6 separate regions of the Mus musculus genome follow, and regions 1, 3, 4, 5 and 6 are each linked to region 2. A link is a contact called in public HiChIP or PLAC-seq data. All regions are on one chromosome and are shown on one strand. Each heading gives the region's core, a stretch centred on a gene start, on an enhancer-like site or on the middle of the called end of the contact. The rest is flanking DNA. Distances are from core to core; before and after follow the strand shown. Region 1 overlaps Tnks (tankyrase, TRF1-interacting ankyrin-related ADP-ribose polymerase). Region 2 has its middle 13 kb from the start of Gm34474. Region 3 overlaps Tnks (tankyrase, TRF1-interacting ankyrin-related ADP-ribose polymerase). Region 4 overlaps Tnks (tankyrase, TRF1-interacting ankyrin-related ADP-ribose polymerase). Region 5 holds the start of Eri1 (exoribonuclease 1). Region 6 overlaps Tnks (tankyrase, TRF1-interacting ankyrin-related ADP-ribose polymerase).

Region 1 (2,700 bases), core at 67-2,566, 290 kb before region 2:
AATTGAGAAATATCAGATTACTCTGATTTAGCAGTGATTATATTAATTTTAGCACAGTGGGAAGTTGTCGTTCCACGTAGAGTAATTAAGCAAAATTCCATATATTTTTAAAGCTTTCTGTACATAAATGCCTTCTATTCACTTCACAATCTCTATTAAGAGTGCACAGCAGATTGATAACTTAAACACAGTTAAAGCTCTCTTCTACACAATCTATAACAGCACTGTTAGCAGTGCAGTGACTAGGAGGCTCCACATCACAGAGTAAAGGAGGGCAAAGGCAGCAGGACCGGTATGCTGAGAACAAAACCAAACAGAGCCAATGCAGCACTGAGAACGAAGATCAATGAGAACAGCAGCTCAAAATCTAGCCGTTAAACATAATCTTGCCGACCATGACGAAGGGTGCTCTCTACCCTCAGGGTCTCCTCTGTGATGGTTCTTGGCATTTACTTTTATAAAATTAATAAGCCCCAAATCTGCATTACAGAAGTAGAAAGACAATATATTACCCCAATCTAAAAAACTTGGCTATCAGGGTAAAAAGTACAAAGATATAATGAAATATATAAAAGTGGGTGAGGAGAGCACCCAAGTGTAGCTGTTGACCCCAGGGATAAGGCAGCAGGTTGTCTTCCCAATGAAAACTACTTTTACAGTAACACAAATGCCCTTGTCTGCTCAACAGTGAAGGGCTTTAAAAAACCAGCCGAGAAGAGGAGGTAGAGGAAAACTGTGATGTAAGCCATAAAACTGACAAAATATGAGAAACACTATGATGTAATGCTGTAATTCTCAGTGCTATAAGCAGTAAAATTAAGATATATCAATCTATATGATATATACATATATAGGTATATATCTCAACACAATTAATAAGATGCACATCCAATCAATAAGATTTTTAGTATTTTCTTAGCTTCATTAGTGGAAAAATATTCAGTGCATGAAAATCTTATAAAATCAGCCTCCTAGCGCTGGCTCCTTACCTGTGAGGACAGCTTTTGCTGAAGGATCTGCCAGGTCCAGAGCTGATTTCCCATCGGTGTTCCGGATGTTTGGATCGGCTCCGTGCTGCAGCAGCACTGTGCAGGGAAAGCACAAACAGTATCTTACCTCGGGGATACAGAGATTATTTACTGCTAAGTGTCGCCTCGGCATGGTGTAGGCATAAACATACATTGCACAATTTTTTCTCTTTCAAGAAAAGAAAAATGAAAGAAAAAGGGGAACAAAAGCACTGCAGCAAAGGATCTTCTCTAGAGTAAAGCAAAGTTGGCAACTTATGGTACAGTATTATCACATGACTTGACATCATAACCATGAAACTAGAAGCTTGCCCCGGACGGTCCTGCTTTGCCTCCCAAGGAAGCAGTATGGGAGCTGTGTGCGTGTTCCCTGCCTCGCTCTGTGAGCTGTGCTAGCTGAAGCTGCCCTGCCTTTACTACCACTGTGACTGCTTGTTGCTGCTGCTGCTGCTGCTGCTGCTTCGCTGCTGAATCTCCAACACGTCCTCTCTCAGAAGAGTTGTAACCCTGTGCAAGGCTTTTAGTGGCTCAGTGCTCACATATGAAACTCACCATAGACACACTGGCTTGTTTCCAGAAGTTTAACAGACACAGTAATGCGTGCAACGCCAGCTCTTGCAGCCATGCTACAAAAAAGAACTCTATCCTGTATTATGATCCTCCATCAAATTTCTAGAACTAAAAACCCAATCACTGAAATTCATGTAACAAAGGTATTTCATAAAAACTACAGAGACTCCTTAAGATTCAGACCCTCCTATAAGTGAGTGGGCAGTAGATAAAATATGGATATGGCATTTGGGAAGTGTCTAATGCCAACTAAACCACTGCTGTGTAAGAGCAGAGCCCCAGAGACCACGGGAGTGCTACTACCCATCTGATATTTAAACAGTGAACAGGTTAGGCATCTTTAGTCAAAAACCTGAAATTCAAGGTGAGGAAAGTGAATCCTCTGAGCACCTACATAGCCACCTCTGACACCATGATAGGGGAACACTTAAGTGTATACTGAATCACTTTTTTCTACATTTACTGGGGGTGGGGACACAATGTAGAAGTAAGAGGACAATCACTTCTACATGTTGATCCCAGGGATTAAATTCAGGTCCTGAGGCCTGGTGACATGTGTCTTTACCCACTGAGCCAGCTCATTGGCCACTGCTTGTTTTTTTTTTCCCTAAGCAATAAAAATTTTCATTCTTTAGCGAAATATACACTAAGCAACCAAATTTAAACTAATACTCTTCCATTTTAGAACTCTCATTAACATACATGGGATTTAACCAATGAGAGGGCTAAGAATGTAGCTCATTTGGTAGACTGTATGCTTACCATGGTATATGTGAAACACAAATAAATCTCGCATTGAGGCCTGGATTCCAACCTCAAAACATCTCATGCTATATATATGCAAATATTCCAACTCCTCAGGTGGGGTGGGTCTGAACGCCAAAGCACTTAGGTCTCACGCATTTTATTTAGATGAGGGAAACTTACATCTTACATAAGAGTTTTAGGGCTGAAATGGTGGCTCTGCTGGTGAAATGCTTGTTACATAAGCATGAAGAGCCAGGTTCTGATCCTCAGCATCCATCTGTCACACAGAGCTAGGGAAGTGGAACAGAAAGATCCCTGGGACTAGCTGGCCATAGTCTAGCCAAATCAGAGTATC
Region 2 (2,700 bases), core at 192-2,691:
GCGAGCACTTTGAAGCGACAGGCACAAAGGGAGAGGGGCGTGAGGAGGCCACCTGAGCTTAGTTAGATAAATTCCTCTCTAAGCAAATCCTCACAGACAGGAAAGGGCATAAAATATTTATGTATGAATGGATATATTGAGTTGCTCATGCCTTTTTAAAAATGTCGTAATGTATGGATGCAGTTATATATCTTAATTGCTAATTCAATAAACATTATTAGCATCTACTAGACTAAACCCGTAGGGATTAGAGTAAAAGTGAGGATATAAATATTCATAACGAGAAGGGCAAACATTCACTGACGGTTATGCTTGATAGGCTGGACAAGCCTTGGCTTATTTACCCAGAACACTAAGTATGGTTCTTTCCCCACTTTATAGGTGAGGAAATGGAGACTTAGGGAGTGACGGAACCTGCCCGTGGTGGCAGAGCTGGAAGGTCTCAGGGCAGGTGGGTGGCAGAGCTGGAGGACGGTAGAGCTGAGGGTCTGACTCGGACTAGTGGGGTCCCTAACCATTAGGCTCAAGAAGCTTACATGAGAACTCTTCCCCACGAATTTGGACTAGACTAGGTGGAACTCATCCGAGCAAACATCACTCCCGCCAGGTCAAGACTCACAATGAAGGGAAGAAAAAAAATGAGGTAGGGGTCTTCAAATGGAAGAATGGAAAGGAAGGCTTCGGGGAGGAGGAACTCACAGGCAGGGGTGAGCAACGCAGGTGAGAGGAACGTGGGAAAGTGCACCTTAGAAACGGTGGGGCGGGGCTTAGCAGCCGCAAGCAACACATGCTAAGAAATGATGCGAGGGTTGGACTGCTCACATCCCAAGGGAATCAGCGCGTCTTGAGTTCAGTGTAAGAGGAACATGTCTTGATGCAACGAGGATGGAGCAAGATCTGGAGATGACAAGGTCACTAGTGGCCACTGGAGCGCCTCTTCATGGAAGCAGGCAGCGCGGCTGTCTGTCTGTCTAGCCTTCGAGTTGTGAGCTGCCAAGAGCTGCGGAAGCTGCAGAAAATAATTCATCTTTCCTTCCCATTCCCTTGGGTTTTAGCGACTCTGGAGTCTGGAGATCAGCAATAGACTACAACCAGGAGGTCTGTAAGGAAGGGGAGGCGTGACCAAGGAGAGGCTGGCTCCTAAAGGAAGCGTTTCTGTCCAACGTTTCTGTGTAGTGAGTCTGCCTTCAGAGAGCTGAGTGCTTGTTTAGCTAAGTCATAGTTTTCACACTAAGGACCATGAACCAGGCTAAACCACAGACACCAGCCAGCTGCATGACCCCGGTGCCTCTGGCAATGGCTGTTCATCTTTTCTAGTTTGCAGCGTGGGTTTTGTCTCATTCCCACTTCCTGCCCCTAATTCCTCTCTAACCTCCTGCTGTTTCCTCTGTTCCTGAGGGTTACCCATGTCATTCCTCACACGTTGGAAGCGCAGCGCCCCCTTGTGATTATGACCACTTACCTTGGACACTCTCAGAAAGCTGAACAAAGCAAAGAACTGTGGCTCCACCTCAAAAACTCGCAGCCTTGTCCTACCAGCTCCCCAAAACCATTAGCGCCACTGAATCGATTTTATTTACTAAAGTTTAAGATCCACTGTCCTGGGAACGGAGATCCTGGGAGCATAGCAGCTCAGAAGAAGGCCCAGTGACAGCCGTGGACACGCCTCCACTCTTCCCGTTTTACATCTCAGATGTGTTTCCCTTACCAGGGATCAGTTTCTGAGGATGGAAATGGCGTCTCCAGCTCCCAGAGCCCAGGGGACATTTATTAGATACTGTGAAGATGACTTATTGTTAAAGGGTCCCCTTCCCTTCTTTCTTTCTTTTTCTTCTTCCTTCTCTACTGCACCCCTCCCCCCCAGCCCTGGTTGGCATTGAGCATAAAACATAGGTTTTAGAAAGCGGTTAATGTTTAAAGGGGAACTCATCAGGTTAGGCAGGGCATGGGCAGGTTGCTCAACTGACAAACAAATCCACCTGCTTTGTTGCTCCCTAAGCTAACAGGAAGCAGCCAGGAGATGGTCACTCACCCAGCAGTGGCTCACACCACCTGGCAAGCCACCGACAGGGCGACAGCACAGCGTGCTGCAATAGCAAGAGGCTATAAATAGACTTTTCTAAGAAGCTGCGGGCTGGTGCTGGACAGGCCTGATGCGGAGGCCTGGTGTGTTGCCCTTCAAACAGATAGGGAACAGTTCTAGAAGGACACTATAGAATGTAAGCCTCCTCCCAGTCCCTCTTCTTTCCTATTTTGTTACCTATGCCTGAGAGTCTCCATTGGGCTCCTAATTGCTGGTTCCTAGCTTAACAATACTGGAGACAAGGGCAGAAATCCCTTGGTAGGTCTTCATGAGGGGAGCCTCGTTCTTATTGCCCCATACTTGTCTAGCTTCTTACTCCTTATGCATGACCCTCTCTGTTGGTCGACTGATGTCCTTCTCGCCTTTTCCACAAGACTAATTCCCCTACTCCTCCATTTGTTCATGTTTTCCCTGTTTGGACTCTTTGAATGCATTCCCCTTTGTTTATAATTGTGGTCTGCATTTTAAGCACATACACCGGTTCTTTACAGACCAAATACATGCATGTCTACCAGTCTGTGTGAAATATAAGAAAAGCTTACTTTTCATGGATAACCTGTGATAAACAAACATGAGCAGGAGTTTTATATTCTTCCCTGCCCACCACCAGGTCATTT
Region 3 (2,700 bases), core at 72-2,571, 340 kb before region 2:
CTGTTCTTTACTAGAAAGCACTGTCACAAACCTCTCAGGGAAGTCTGAGCTCTGCCTTGTTTGCACGGCAGTTTCTAAGCTTGCTAGGACTACATAGGAGACTCTACCCCACAAAGAAATGAACAACAAAACTCCCACCAGACAAAGCGAGCAGTCCTGCCACTGCCTTCCTTCTTCCCCTGAAGCCCCAGAGCCCCCCTAAAATGCTTTGAGACCAAGTCGTAAGTCTTAACCCCCTGGTCCACTACAAATACTTAACATTCAATGCTAAACAGATTATTTTTATTAAAATGTGAAACTGCCACTAAAAAAAGAAAAAGCTTGATTTTATGTTACATACTCAACATGCTAACCATAGTTAAGACACTCTTAAGCTATACATTTAGAGGTCATGATGGACAACTGTGATTATGAACTTGATTGGACTAAGTAATTAATAATTAGAAAAGCAAACTTGTGGGTATGTCTGAGGGCTTTTCTAGAGATGACCAGACTCTAAGGGTTCAGTTTAAATGAATGTGCTAATCCACTGACAGAGTCAGAATGTGCAGGCTACTAGGAGACAGAACTGCGGATGGCCATAGTTCCATCCAGAGTATCCATCGTAGTATCTGGAGAAGCGGGTCACTAGGGGTATGTCCTCTGTCTGTGTCTTTCTGTTAGTGCTCCTCTCTGCTGCCTATTTGGCTCGGTGTGGTTACTTCAGCATACTCTCCTTCCACTATAGACTCAACCTCTGAACCATGAGCAAATTACACTTTTCCTCCCTTTTGTGGCTTGTTAGGGATTTGATCATGTGAACATGTTCAGAAAGTGCTGTTAGACTCAAATGTTAACTATGGGCCACTTAAAAGTCCAATAGAATCACAGAAAGAAAATACTAAGCAAGGAAAACATGACCCATTAGGAGTCAAGAAAAGTTTTTACTAATGTATGAAGAATGGAGGCAGCAACCCTGTGGGACTGGCACACTGCCTTGGGATCCAGGAATGAGTGATAGGGAGTTGATATAGCAGCCGCTGCTGCCACTGCCCACGATCCTTTCCTCCCTCCCTTCCAGTTCCTTCCTTTTTTCCTTCTTCCTCTCCTTATTTGGCTTTAGCTTGCCTATAGATTATTATGTAGACTAGGTTGGACTCAGCAGAGATCTACCTACCTCTGCCTCTTGAGTGCTAGGATTGAAGGCATTTGAGATCTACTGATGACAACTTATATATTGTCTTTGTATTTAAAGGAATCAGTAACTTGTGTGCTGTAGTGGAAGACCAGGAAGGACATGCTACACTAGAAGTCATTCGCGTCACTAGCAGACTGTTTTCAGTTGCAGAAGTCCACTGCTGACCTAAGATGCTAATAATAACACATCACGCACGTGGAGCACCAGGAAGGACTGAGAGCCTCGCATCTACGCAATGCCACTGAGAGAGGCTATAACAAAAAGCTTATTTTTCAATTAACTTTTCTGAAAAAATGCCTTGTAGGTAATAATACACATTTTTAAGAATTAAGAACATTATGGTTTGTATGAGTATTATAATGTAATTGTCAAAAGTGACTTGCAAAGTCAAGCCTAGGGCAACAATAATTCACACAAGTGTAGCAGAAAGCCCCCTTAGCTTACTATTTCTGATACAACATGTTGCTTATAACAATGCTATAGTTGTAGCTACAAAGTAGGTGATAAACCTGTACGACTGCTCTCTTTATTTTAACTTACTTGATTTCGATTAAGAATGCCAAATGTCCTTCTAAAGCATTTAATATACATAATCTTGTTTACCTGTAAAGTATAATCAAGTAGTGCAAACACCACTAAAACACCACACAGCAATCTGATGCTCATGTAAGGGGAATGCAAGGGTCAGGAAGGAAAGGCATGCTGGAAGATACCATTCAGCTCTATTAGAGAACAGTCTCATTGTTTTAAAGATTTTATTCCTAACTAAGTGTATGTTCCGAGTTTCTTTCTGTGTGGGAATGTGTGGTGTGCAAAGGTGCAAGCTCCCCTGGAGGCCAGCTCCCTCTCGGAGCTGGAGTTTCAGACAGCTGGGAGCTGCTCAACACAGGTGCTAACCATGGACTCGGATGCACTGCAGAAGAGAAACCATCCCTCCAGCCTCCAATCTCCAGTCTTACAAGAGTTATTTGAGGTCACTGCTTGGTTGTAACACCTGGTTCAACAGCTATTATCAGTTAAGGAGATTCATGTGGAGCCTATCAAAGAAACATATTATTAACTAACTATGTTTAACAAACAGTAGTAGTTTTACTTTTTTTTTTTTTTTCCTTTTTTCCGAGTCAGGGTTTCTCTCTATAGCCCTGTCTGTCCTGGAACTCACTCTGTAGACCAGGCTGGCCTCGAACTCAGAAATCCGCCTGCCTCTGCCTCCCGCGTGCTGGGAATAATGGCATGCGCCACCACTGCCTGGCTGTATTTTTACTTTTAATGTGGTTTACTGAAAATCTGATACTCAAATTTCATCTTTACTATGTTCCTGCAAACACTACCTAAACACAAAGCAGGAGTTTTCTATAAGCAGGTTAGTGGATTGTGTTTTAGTGTTTATAAATTATGAAGCTGGTTAGTCTTTTTTTGTTTGTTTGTTAACCTAAAAACTACTGTTATCTAAGATAAAGGAACCTCTGTTAAAAAGAAAGGACAAAGAGACAATTTTACTAGGGGAAAAAAAAGTTAAATGA
Region 4 (2,700 bases), core at 70-2,569, 360 kb before region 2:
TGCTATGTCTATAGGGTTGCTGCCTGCTCCAAAGATTCGCTTGTTTACCTGGGATGTGATGAGAAAATTAACGATTATAAATGAAAAGACCTTTTTTCCCTTGAGGGTGGTGATGTTATAATCATATTTACATAGAATTCAATGAGTCCGACCTTTTATAGAATGTAGATGGTCAGTTTCTGTGAAAATCCAGGTCGTAGCAGTTGAGCTCCAGAAATTATAGTGTAAATTAAATTTTCCTTTCCCATAAACAAAACATTTTAGGTAGGAAGCTATAGTCTAAGTGTGAGAAGATGTTACATAATGCTATAGTTAACTAGAAGGAATTTTGATGATTATTTCTAAAGTGTTTATGGAATAAGACAGCGCAGAGACTTCTGAGAAGGAACTGTGAAGGTGGAGTGTAAGAACTTCTAGGACACAAACTAAAAGAACTACCTCGCGCCTCAGGAGAGGGAGAGGGGTATTCTCAGGCAGGACGAGAACAGCGGAATACACTATACAAAGTGTCTCAGCAAACACAGTCACAGAAGGGATAAGGGGACACAATGAAGGGTCACATGCTTGTTGATACACATTACCAGACTGCTACACAATATTTATGACAGAAAAGAAAATTCTAAAGGTATGCCGCGGAAGAATTAAGTAGACTTAATATTTTATACCTGAAGACTAGACAGATAACATCTGCACTTGAAATAATAAACACAAACTTAATTGTCTGCCCAGTGGCCCAAAAGACAGTTTCGATACATAGAAAAGCACACCACTACCTAGAGGAGAGGGCCTACACAAGGTAATATGCATTAAGTGCAACAATTAACGTCTTGACTCTGAAAAGGCTATAGAAATGATTTTGGACAAAAGAAAATCAATGGGACATCGATTTACTCAGAAGAAAACTGCAGTAAAAAGAACAACAAAACTGATAAAAAGAATAAGCTGACTGAAGACTGAGTCATTAAACTACCAAGTCAATAACATGAGAAACACGCACAGGAGGTCAGTTCCTGACAGAGAGCATGCAACAGGAAGTAAGAACAAGCGCATGAAAGCTCAGAAACAACGGCTCTCAACAAGAGGTGGGTCCCTTGTTTGAACTGGAGGTTTTTGGCTTATTAGACCAAGGTGTGTGTGTGAAGTTTCACAATTCCTGCAGACATGAGTCAGAATGAAGAGCATGTGTGTTCAAACAGTGACAAAGACCCAGTTTACAGGATTCTCACAGGACATTTCTAGTCCAGAAGATGATTGGACGACAGGGAGAGGAAGTTCTGATAGTCACCAGGAGGGCCCAAGTTTAAAGGAAGTGTCCCAGTAAGAGGCACGTGAGAAGGCAGACATGGGACAAGGCATCGTGCCAACAGCAGCAGAGACTGGAGTAAGGTGGCCTATGCGTGGCCTAAGTCAAGGAGGCTGGAAGGGCAGGGAGCAGACTCTTCTAGAACTGCTACAGGGAGTGCACCCTGCCCATCTGATTTCAGTCTTCTGAGAGAAAAACATCTGTTAGGCTACCAAGTCCATGGTCATTTGTTATGTAGCTCACCAAACTCAGTGCATATACTGACTAAATAACAGACTTGTGCAGAACAAGGTAACAACAAACCTGAAACAAACAGATTGAACATGGGGTAGACTGTCGAACATAAGTCACAAAATAAAGATGTGAAGTGGGCCCTAAAGCTGACTAGACTTTAAAAAGACATCAACAGCTATATTCTCCTGCACAAGCTATCCTCCCTGCCAGAAAGGCTGACATGGGCATATGGAGGTACCTCCACCTGGGAAATGGGGCACTGGGTCTGAGTGACTCTCCATCCTAAAGTTCCATGTCCACCAGTAATATTAAACTCAGTTTCATCTTCAGTGTTTACCATGGAGCATGGGAGTAAGAACTCATGACCTTTGACAACAGTCTGGCAAACAGAAGAGCTCTCTCTAGTAACACAAGAAGATGAGCTCATAAATGCCAGTTTCTTTTGGAAACAACAACAACAAAAACCAGAAAAACTGAGAATATTCTTGAGATAGTTTCTTGCTCTAAGTTCACCAAGTGCTCTCTCAGCAAGCTGAACCCTTCCTTCTCACGTCTAACCTGACACAGACTGCACTGAACAAAACTGGCCACAGAGGAAGGACGGCTCTCTGAACTGTCAGCGTCGGAGATGAGCGCAAAGTGCTGGGCTCCCTGGCTTCTCTACATGTATTTCAGGCAGCTAACAAGCAAGGTAAAAACATACACATAGATTAAACACGAGGCAAACTGCAGAACACTATAAGTCACAAAATAAAGAGAATACATAACACAGAAAATAAACAGCTGCGAAGTTTATGAAGTCAATAACTCAGAAGATGAAAAGCTGAAAGAGCACGTGAGCGCTTACCTGCTCTGTTTCAAAAATGTCCCTCAGGTGCTCAAGGCCAAGGCTCTTAAGGAACTGGCTGATGTTCATGTCAAGACCCGCAACTAAAACAAACAGTAAAATCTCTTAGAATTTCCTAATTCTACGCAAGGTCAGCATTTATGCATAACCCTATTTTTTGACACTTGCCTGTACAGATGATTTCACATGACAAAAACCAATACCAAATATGTCAATTTAAATCAGGCACTTCCAAGTTATGCTGAATTTTCTCTTTGGCATAGCAACAGTACTTACATTAATTCTAATACACATAGAATAGAGAACTAAAATATAG
Region 5 (2,700 bases), core at 42-2,541, 290 kb after region 2:
AATAATCTGGAAAGATCCAGAGAAGCATGCTCCGGACAAGAGGAGCACAAGATCCTTACGTTACAAAACACTCCACGATAAAAGAACACAAGGAAGCCAGAGTGGACGAAGATGTGTATATGAACTGAGCAGAGGGGCAAACTGAAGAAGGCACGGAATGCGCAGCGCAACCTCGGCACAGACTGTCAAAAGGAAACTCTAGAGGCCTGATAGACAGCTTAACCATGAAGAACAAACTCTGCTCTTCCCCAAGACCCATACCTCCTTTCCTGGTCTTCAGAGGCACCTGCGCACACACACACATTTTAAAAAATAATATTTAAAAGGCTATTCTGGCTACTACACGAAGGTGTAAATGGAAAGAATAAAGGCATTGGGACGCCTCTATGGAATACCCACCTTCTGACATTTTGGTTTTTGAGCCTAGCCTTTCACACCCAAGCCATCTATCTCTCTACCCTGCCAATGAATGAATAACCTGGGTGTCAGTACTCAACTCCTCTTACGAAAAAGCGACAGAATTTAGCATCTCGCTCACAACCCGCGGCGCTAGCCAACACTAATTCATCAAGATGAAAAACAGAAGTCCGGGGATCATCTCCTGATCTTGCCCATGCCGTGAGGAAGTAGCAAATCACTTAGAAAGCCGGTCGTGGCAGGGTTCTGGGCGAGACAGTAGGGGACGGGGAAAGACCGGGGGAGGGTCCTCTCGGGAACAGATGCACCTCGGGGTGCAGAGGGCAGTGGGCCGTCTGGGGCTGGGAAGACACGGGCTGTCCGAGCACCCCGAAAGGCTTGCCGCCGCATCTGGCGGGGAGGGTGGGCGCTGGAGAGAACCCAGCCAATCAGCGCCACGGGGCTGATGGAACGGCAGTGCGCCCGCGCGCGCCGAATGTTTACGCGGAATTCTCACTCGGAACTTCCCGCCTGACCTCCTCCCTCTCGAGGCCGACGATGCTCGCCCCGACTAGGACGGAGCAGGGGAGCGAGCGAGGCCGCCCCGCACGCGCGCGCGAGCTCCCGACCTCACCTCCACGCTCAGCGGCCGGGACTCCTCACACTCCGGCCGCGGCGTCTTCTGCTGCGCCGCGTCGCCGCCACGCTCCCGGCCCCGCTCGTCCTCCATGCCGCCTCTCGCGGGCCGCGAGACGGCCGCGGACGCTCACTGTCGGTCCACCGAGACCCGCGGGAAGCCGCCTCGCTCTCTCCCTTGAAAAACTACCGCGCTTCACGTTCCCGCGGCGGCCGCCACACAAACTCCGCCGGACGCCTCCTACTTCCGGGAGCGTGTGGCGTTGTCACGCCGCGCAGGCGCAGTGGGCGGGTCCCCTCCTTTTTCTCCCCGCGCGCGCGCGGTAGGACGGCGGCGGGAGAGAGCCCGGGAGGCGAGCGATTTGGGGAAGTGGGCGTGGGTAGCCCGCAGGTTCGAAAATGGTGCTGCGCCGGTTGCCTGGGATGCGCGCGTGAAGCTGCCCTAATTAGTGTTTGCTGCAAGTTCTAAGGTCTTTCCTCCCAGTAACTCAAAATCTATTTACTTTTTTTCCCCCACTGTAGCAGAAGCTGCTTTGACAACGACCAGTGTAGTCTATGTATGCCCTTCTGCAGATGCGTTCCTAGGGTCTAGATTCCACAACGCTGAAATCTACAGGATTGCATCCTTTCCAATGCTGTTTGGCATTTGGGGACGTTTTTAAAAATCATTTTCATTCGTCTCCACCCCCCCCCCTTGTGTTTATGGGTGTTTTACCTGCGAGCATGTCTGCACCGCGTGTGTGCAGTACCCCAGGGAGGCTGAAGAGAGCGTTGTCCCTGGGATTGGAGTTAGAACCCAACATGGGAGTTGCCATGTGGGTGTTTTTGAGAGGCGAAGGAAGAAACTACCATTCCAACTTAAGTGTCTGGGCAAGATGAACTTTACTCTTTATCAAGCGGGTATGCTCGAAGAGTGAATACATACAAGTCAGGAAGTGTGTTTGGTGATTATTTTAACTTAGGGTGTGGCCTGTGTGTGTCTCTTCCTCCTGATTTGAGGTCCCGTTGTTTCACAGCCTGATTTGATTGGCTAGTCTGAAAAGAATTGGTGCACAGGAAGTGGAGGATGGGGAAAGGGGCCATTGGAATAAAGGAGCAGTTCTTTGAGTAAACAGTAGTTTTTCTGGATCTGAAGGATCGAAACATTTTCATTAAAAGTCTCACAAGGTGGAGGAAGATAAAAAGATTTCAATTCTTTGTCTTAAACCCAAGTTTTATAGTATCCATAGAAAAGACTTGTGGTGGTTTAAATATGCTTGGCCCAGGGAGTGGCACTATTAGTAGATGTGGCCTTGTTGGAGGAAGTCTGTCACTGTGGGCATGAGCTTTAAGACCCTCATTCATGCTGGCTGCCTGAAAGTCAGTCTTCTCCTGTTTGCATTTGGAGCAAGATGTTGAACTCTCAGCTTCTCCTGTACCATGCCTGCCTGGATGGTGCCATGCTCCCACTTTGATGATAATGGACTGAACCTCTGAACCTATAAGCCAGCCCCAATTAAACGCTATCCTTCTAAGAGTTGCCTTGGTCATGGTTAAACACTTGTCATAAGACAAGACTCTTACTTGGTATTTCTCACACACTGGCGATTGAACCGGGGTCTCTAAAAAGGCAGCCAGTGCATCTAACCATAAAAAGAAGAAAAATCACTTTTCCAGTCTCAAATTCTG
Region 6 (2,700 bases), core at 6-2,505, 260 kb before region 2:
CTTGGTCTGTGAGGGTCCAAGTGGGAAAGACGTAAGCCAACAGCTAGACACTCATCCAACGACCTTACTAGTCCTCTGGGCCTCATCTTCGCATGCCTGCTGTTGACATCAGCTAGCATAGAGAGACCACAGGATAGACCCTTCCTCAAATGCAAGCTCCTTACCTGGGCTCGCAGAATGCCAGTGGCCTGACCTGACTGATGTCACCTAATCCATCATTGTCTTTTCTGTCCCAACAGGAACAAAGCAACAAGCCTTCAAACTCCCCAGGAGCCTTGCTTCTCATAATGGGAAGGGTTGGGTTGTGATGGTCGAGGGAGGGAGGGACAGAACCGAGACTGTAGGACCTCTACCACTGCTCAGTACTATTGTGCCAGAACAGCAGACTGGACACATGGCCAGCTCTCTCTGGTTTCACTATTCTGATATAAAATTGAGCTACCCCTGTCCAGGAGCAGTAGAATGTAAGTAGAGTGTAAGATGATTTGTAAATTTCAGCACATGTTTGCTGGTAAATAATGTCATTTCACATATTTAAAGAAAACAAAAAATGTACTTTAAGGAAAAACTAAATTCAAAGTACAAGGCCTAACTAAATACACTTAGCAACATTCTTAAAGAACTGATTTTAAAGTATTATAATTAAGGCCCTTTGAAGTGTTTCAGTACAAGATGTAGGGCCACGGGTATTTATTCCCCAGGTCTGAGCTAAAAAACCAGGAAAAGTCATTCCACTTAACATTTAACATTTTAAGCTTGCCTACAATTAAAATCTGCAAGAAACAACCTTAAACCTTAACGGTAACATGAACAATGTTATCAAAAAAGAAAACCCAAAGGCGTTTGGTGTAATATAAACTGAAATATTTTATAAACAGTAGCAAACAACAGACTAAGAAGGCATTTTCTTCCTAACCTGACTACCAACAAAGCAACGAGCACTGGATCACAATAGCAAAGTTCATATTACATGTCATTTTTTAATTTTTCTGTAAGTATTGTAAGATCCAAGAACACCCAAAAGACAAAGAGTAAAGTAAGCTTGAAATTGTCAAGAACACTGACATAAAAGATAAACGGGCTTTTAGTGACAGAGGATCCACGAGATACCTTAGAAGGGAAGGTATCAGTGATCTACTGTTTACGTAATTCCAGCCACAAGACTGGCCTCATTGGCTCTCTACTGCTGGGATCAAACACCACCAAAGGCAGCTTGGGGATCAAAGGGTTTGTGTGGCTTCCCACTTCACAGTCCAACATGAAGGGAAGTAGTCAGGAAACAGGAAGTGAAACCAAGACCCATGGAGAAGAAACCCTCCTTACTGGTGTCTGTCCCCTTTGCATGGCTTGCTCAGCCCCGTTTCTTTTTCTTTCTTTTTTTTTTAAAGATTTATTTATTTATTATATGTAAGTACACTGTAGCTGTCTTCAGACACTCCTGAAGAAGGAGTCAGCTCTCATTACGGATGGTTGTGAGCAACCATGTGGTTGCTGGGATTTGGACTCAGGACCTTGGGAAGTTGATGCTCTTAACCACTGAGCTATCTCACCAGCCCAACAGCCCTGTTTCTTATAAGAATTACCATCAACTACCCAGGAATGGCTCCACCCACAGTGGGCTGGGGTTCTCCCACATCCATCAGTAATCAAAAAATTGCCTCACAGACTTGCACACGAGCCAATCTGATGGAGAAAACTCCTAAACCTAGAGTCCCTCTCCTCCCAGATATGCCTGTGTCACGTTCACAAAAATTAGCAACACAGAAGCTTTTGAACAATAACTGTAGAGCTTTTAAACACTTTTCTCCCCAGGGTATTCAGTGGCTCCCTAACATCACTGCCTACTCCAGAGGGTCCAGACATGGAGGAACTTCTAACTCTAAGTTCATTCTGAATCATGTGCATCCTGGCTGATGTGTGGAAGGCAGCTGCTGTTTATCTCACGACAGCTCCACCACCATGCCTTCACTCTCATTCTGTCCACTTTCTTCTTCTGACATGTTTTTAGGTATTTGGGTTTACTGTATTTTACGGAAGAAATGTGTATGCTGTTGTGAACATCTGTACTGGGAACTGCGGAAAGAACCTCCACCTTACTTGTCTTCTATGTACCAACTGGTTTACCTCATCTAATACACAACAAAGCACAGACACCTAGTTAGAAGTTTCTGATTACTCTGTAATATACCATCCAATGACAAATATTTTATATTTAACGTTATTGCTTCCTCTTCTAGCTTTCATTGTAACTATATTAGCTTTTAATCCTTAGAAGATAAACTAGCTTCTGATTGGTTCATCAAAAGTCACAAAGGAGTATATTTCCCTGTTGATTTCTCATTTGTCAAAAGCAGACCCTAGCTGAAAATTATTCTATCTTATAGAACCTGGTTTGGGGAGGGAGAGGGGGAGAGAGAGGGAGAGAGGTAGAGAGAGGGAGAGAATGCTAAAGTACAGAGAACTAAAGGAGTGCTTTCTCCAAACCCAACAGAGAAACTACCAGAAACAAAAAAGGTAAGAAACAGGGAGTAAAAATAAACTGTCCCAAGAAAAAAAGATGGTTAAATTCCAACGCAAAAAGATTAGCTCAACAGCAGAAGGTAATTATCCTGCCTAGGCAGGCGATGGACCAGAGAAGGCCTACACTCAACACCAGCACTGTGTCTCCTTTGCTGCTGTGAATATGAAGACAGGATTTCC

The links. HiChIP or PLAC-seq counts read pairs in DNA pulled down with a chosen protein or histone mark.
Region 1: an H3K4me3 HiChIP or PLAC-seq map of bone marrow-derived macrophages shows a contact between it and region 2, with 5 times the contacts expected there. The contact joins two enhancer-like sites. A contact is called at or near these places in 1 of 484 Hi-C or Micro-C datasets (macrophages), 4 of 115 datasets of contacts at active chromatin or transcription factors (acute myeloid leukemia, bone marrow-derived macrophages and embryonic stem cells) and 1 of 9 other capture datasets (embryonic stem cells).
Region 3: a contact with region 2 is called in an H3K4me3 HiChIP or PLAC-seq map of bone marrow-derived macrophages, with 3 times the contacts expected there. The contact joins two enhancer-like sites. A contact is called at or near these places in 2 of 15 datasets of contacts at CTCF or cohesin (large pre-B cells and stem cell-derived epiblast-like cells), 11 of 484 Hi-C or Micro-C datasets (the HL-1 cell line, adipose-derived mesenchymal stem cells, bone marrow-derived macrophages and 5 more), 8 of 115 datasets of contacts at active chromatin or transcription factors (acute myeloid leukemia, bone marrow-derived dendritic cells, bone marrow-derived macrophages and 4 more) and 1 of 9 other capture datasets (embryonic stem cells).
Region 4: a contact with region 2 is called in an H3K4me3 HiChIP or PLAC-seq map of bone marrow-derived macrophages, with 3 times the contacts expected there. The contact joins two enhancer-like sites. A contact is called at or near these places in 2 of 484 Hi-C or Micro-C datasets (both in bone marrow-derived macrophages), 4 of 115 datasets of contacts at active chromatin or transcription factors (a beta-TC-6 cell line, bone marrow-derived macrophages, embryonic stem cells and 1 more) and 1 of 9 other capture datasets (pancreatic islet).
Region 5: an H3K4me3 HiChIP or PLAC-seq map of bone marrow-derived macrophages shows a contact between it and region 2, with 2.6 times the contacts expected there. The contact joins the promoter of Eri1 here to the enhancer-like site in region 2. A contact is called at or near these places in 1 of 39 promoter capture datasets (neutrophils), 2 of 115 datasets of contacts at active chromatin or transcription factors (bone marrow-derived macrophages and stem cell-derived neural progenitor cells) and 1 of 9 other capture datasets (liver).
Region 6: a contact with region 2 is called in an H3K4me3 HiChIP or PLAC-seq map of bone marrow-derived macrophages, with 4 times the contacts expected there. The contact joins two enhancer-like sites. A contact is called at or near these places in 3 of 484 Hi-C or Micro-C datasets (the N1E-115 cell line, bone marrow-derived macrophages and ventricular fibroblasts), 3 of 115 datasets of contacts at active chromatin or transcription factors (bone marrow-derived macrophages, embryonic fibroblasts and extraembryonic endoderm stem cells) and 1 of 9 other capture datasets (embryonic stem cells).

What each region holds. Positions count from the first base shown.
Region 1 is chr8:34,917,390-34,920,089 of GRCm38.p6, forward strand. Tnks (tankyrase, TRF1-interacting ankyrin-related ADP-ribose polymerase) reads right to left here. Exons shown (of 27, transcript NM_175091.3): 3 at 990-1,085. Among named protein-coding and RNA genes, the nearest start is that of Tnks, 47 kb to the right of the region's middle. Within about 2 kb of position 1,317, at least 38 of the 459 cell types and tissues checked have an H3K27ac peak or open chromatin away from gene starts, as enhancers often do. A contact at or near this core is called in acute myeloid leukemia and bone marrow-derived macrophages, where this site is marked.
Region 2 is chr8:35,204,405-35,207,104 of GRCm38.p6, forward strand. No RefSeq gene overlaps it. Among named protein-coding and RNA genes, the nearest start is that of Gm34474, 13 kb to the right of the region's middle. Within about 2 kb of position 1,442, at least 89 of the 459 cell types and tissues checked have an H3K27ac peak or open chromatin away from gene starts, as enhancers often do. A contact at or near this core is called in acute myeloid leukemia, bone marrow-derived macrophages, liver and 1 more, where this site is marked.
Region 3 is chr8:34,864,455-34,867,154 of GRCm38.p6, forward strand. All of the region lies in intron 11 of Tnks (tankyrase, TRF1-interacting ankyrin-related ADP-ribose polymerase), which reads right to left. Among named protein-coding and RNA genes, the nearest start is that of Dusp4, 58 kb to the left of the region's middle. Within about 2 kb of position 1,322, at least 7 of the 459 cell types and tissues checked have an H3K27ac peak or open chromatin away from gene starts, as enhancers often do. A contact at or near this core is called in bone marrow-derived macrophages, where this site is marked.
Region 4 is chr8:34,844,897-34,847,596 of GRCm38.p6, forward strand. Tnks (tankyrase, TRF1-interacting ankyrin-related ADP-ribose polymerase) reads right to left here. Exons shown (of 27, transcript NM_175091.3): 20 at 2,385-2,467. Among named protein-coding and RNA genes, the nearest start is that of Dusp4, 39 kb to the left of the region's middle. Within about 2 kb of position 1,320, at least 24 of the 459 cell types and tissues checked have an H3K27ac peak or open chromatin away from gene starts, as enhancers often do. A contact at or near this core is called in bone marrow-derived macrophages, where this site is marked.
Region 5 is chr8:35,494,242-35,496,941 of GRCm38.p6, forward strand. Eri1 (exoribonuclease 1) reads right to left here and starts at 1,292. Exons shown (of 7, transcript NM_026067.3): 1 at 1,031-1,292. The coding sequence starts at 1,126. Gm51568 (a long non-coding RNA gene) reads left to right here and starts at 1,285. Exons shown (of 2, transcript XR_003947532.1): 1 at 1,285-2,700.
Region 6 is chr8:34,944,041-34,946,740 of GRCm38.p6, forward strand. All of the region lies in intron 1 of Tnks (tankyrase, TRF1-interacting ankyrin-related ADP-ribose polymerase), which reads right to left. Among named protein-coding and RNA genes, the nearest start is that of Tnks, 20 kb to the right of the region's middle. Within about 2 kb of position 1,256, at least 55 of the 459 cell types and tissues checked have an H3K27ac peak or open chromatin away from gene starts, as enhancers often do. A contact at or near this core is called in bone marrow-derived macrophages, where this site is marked.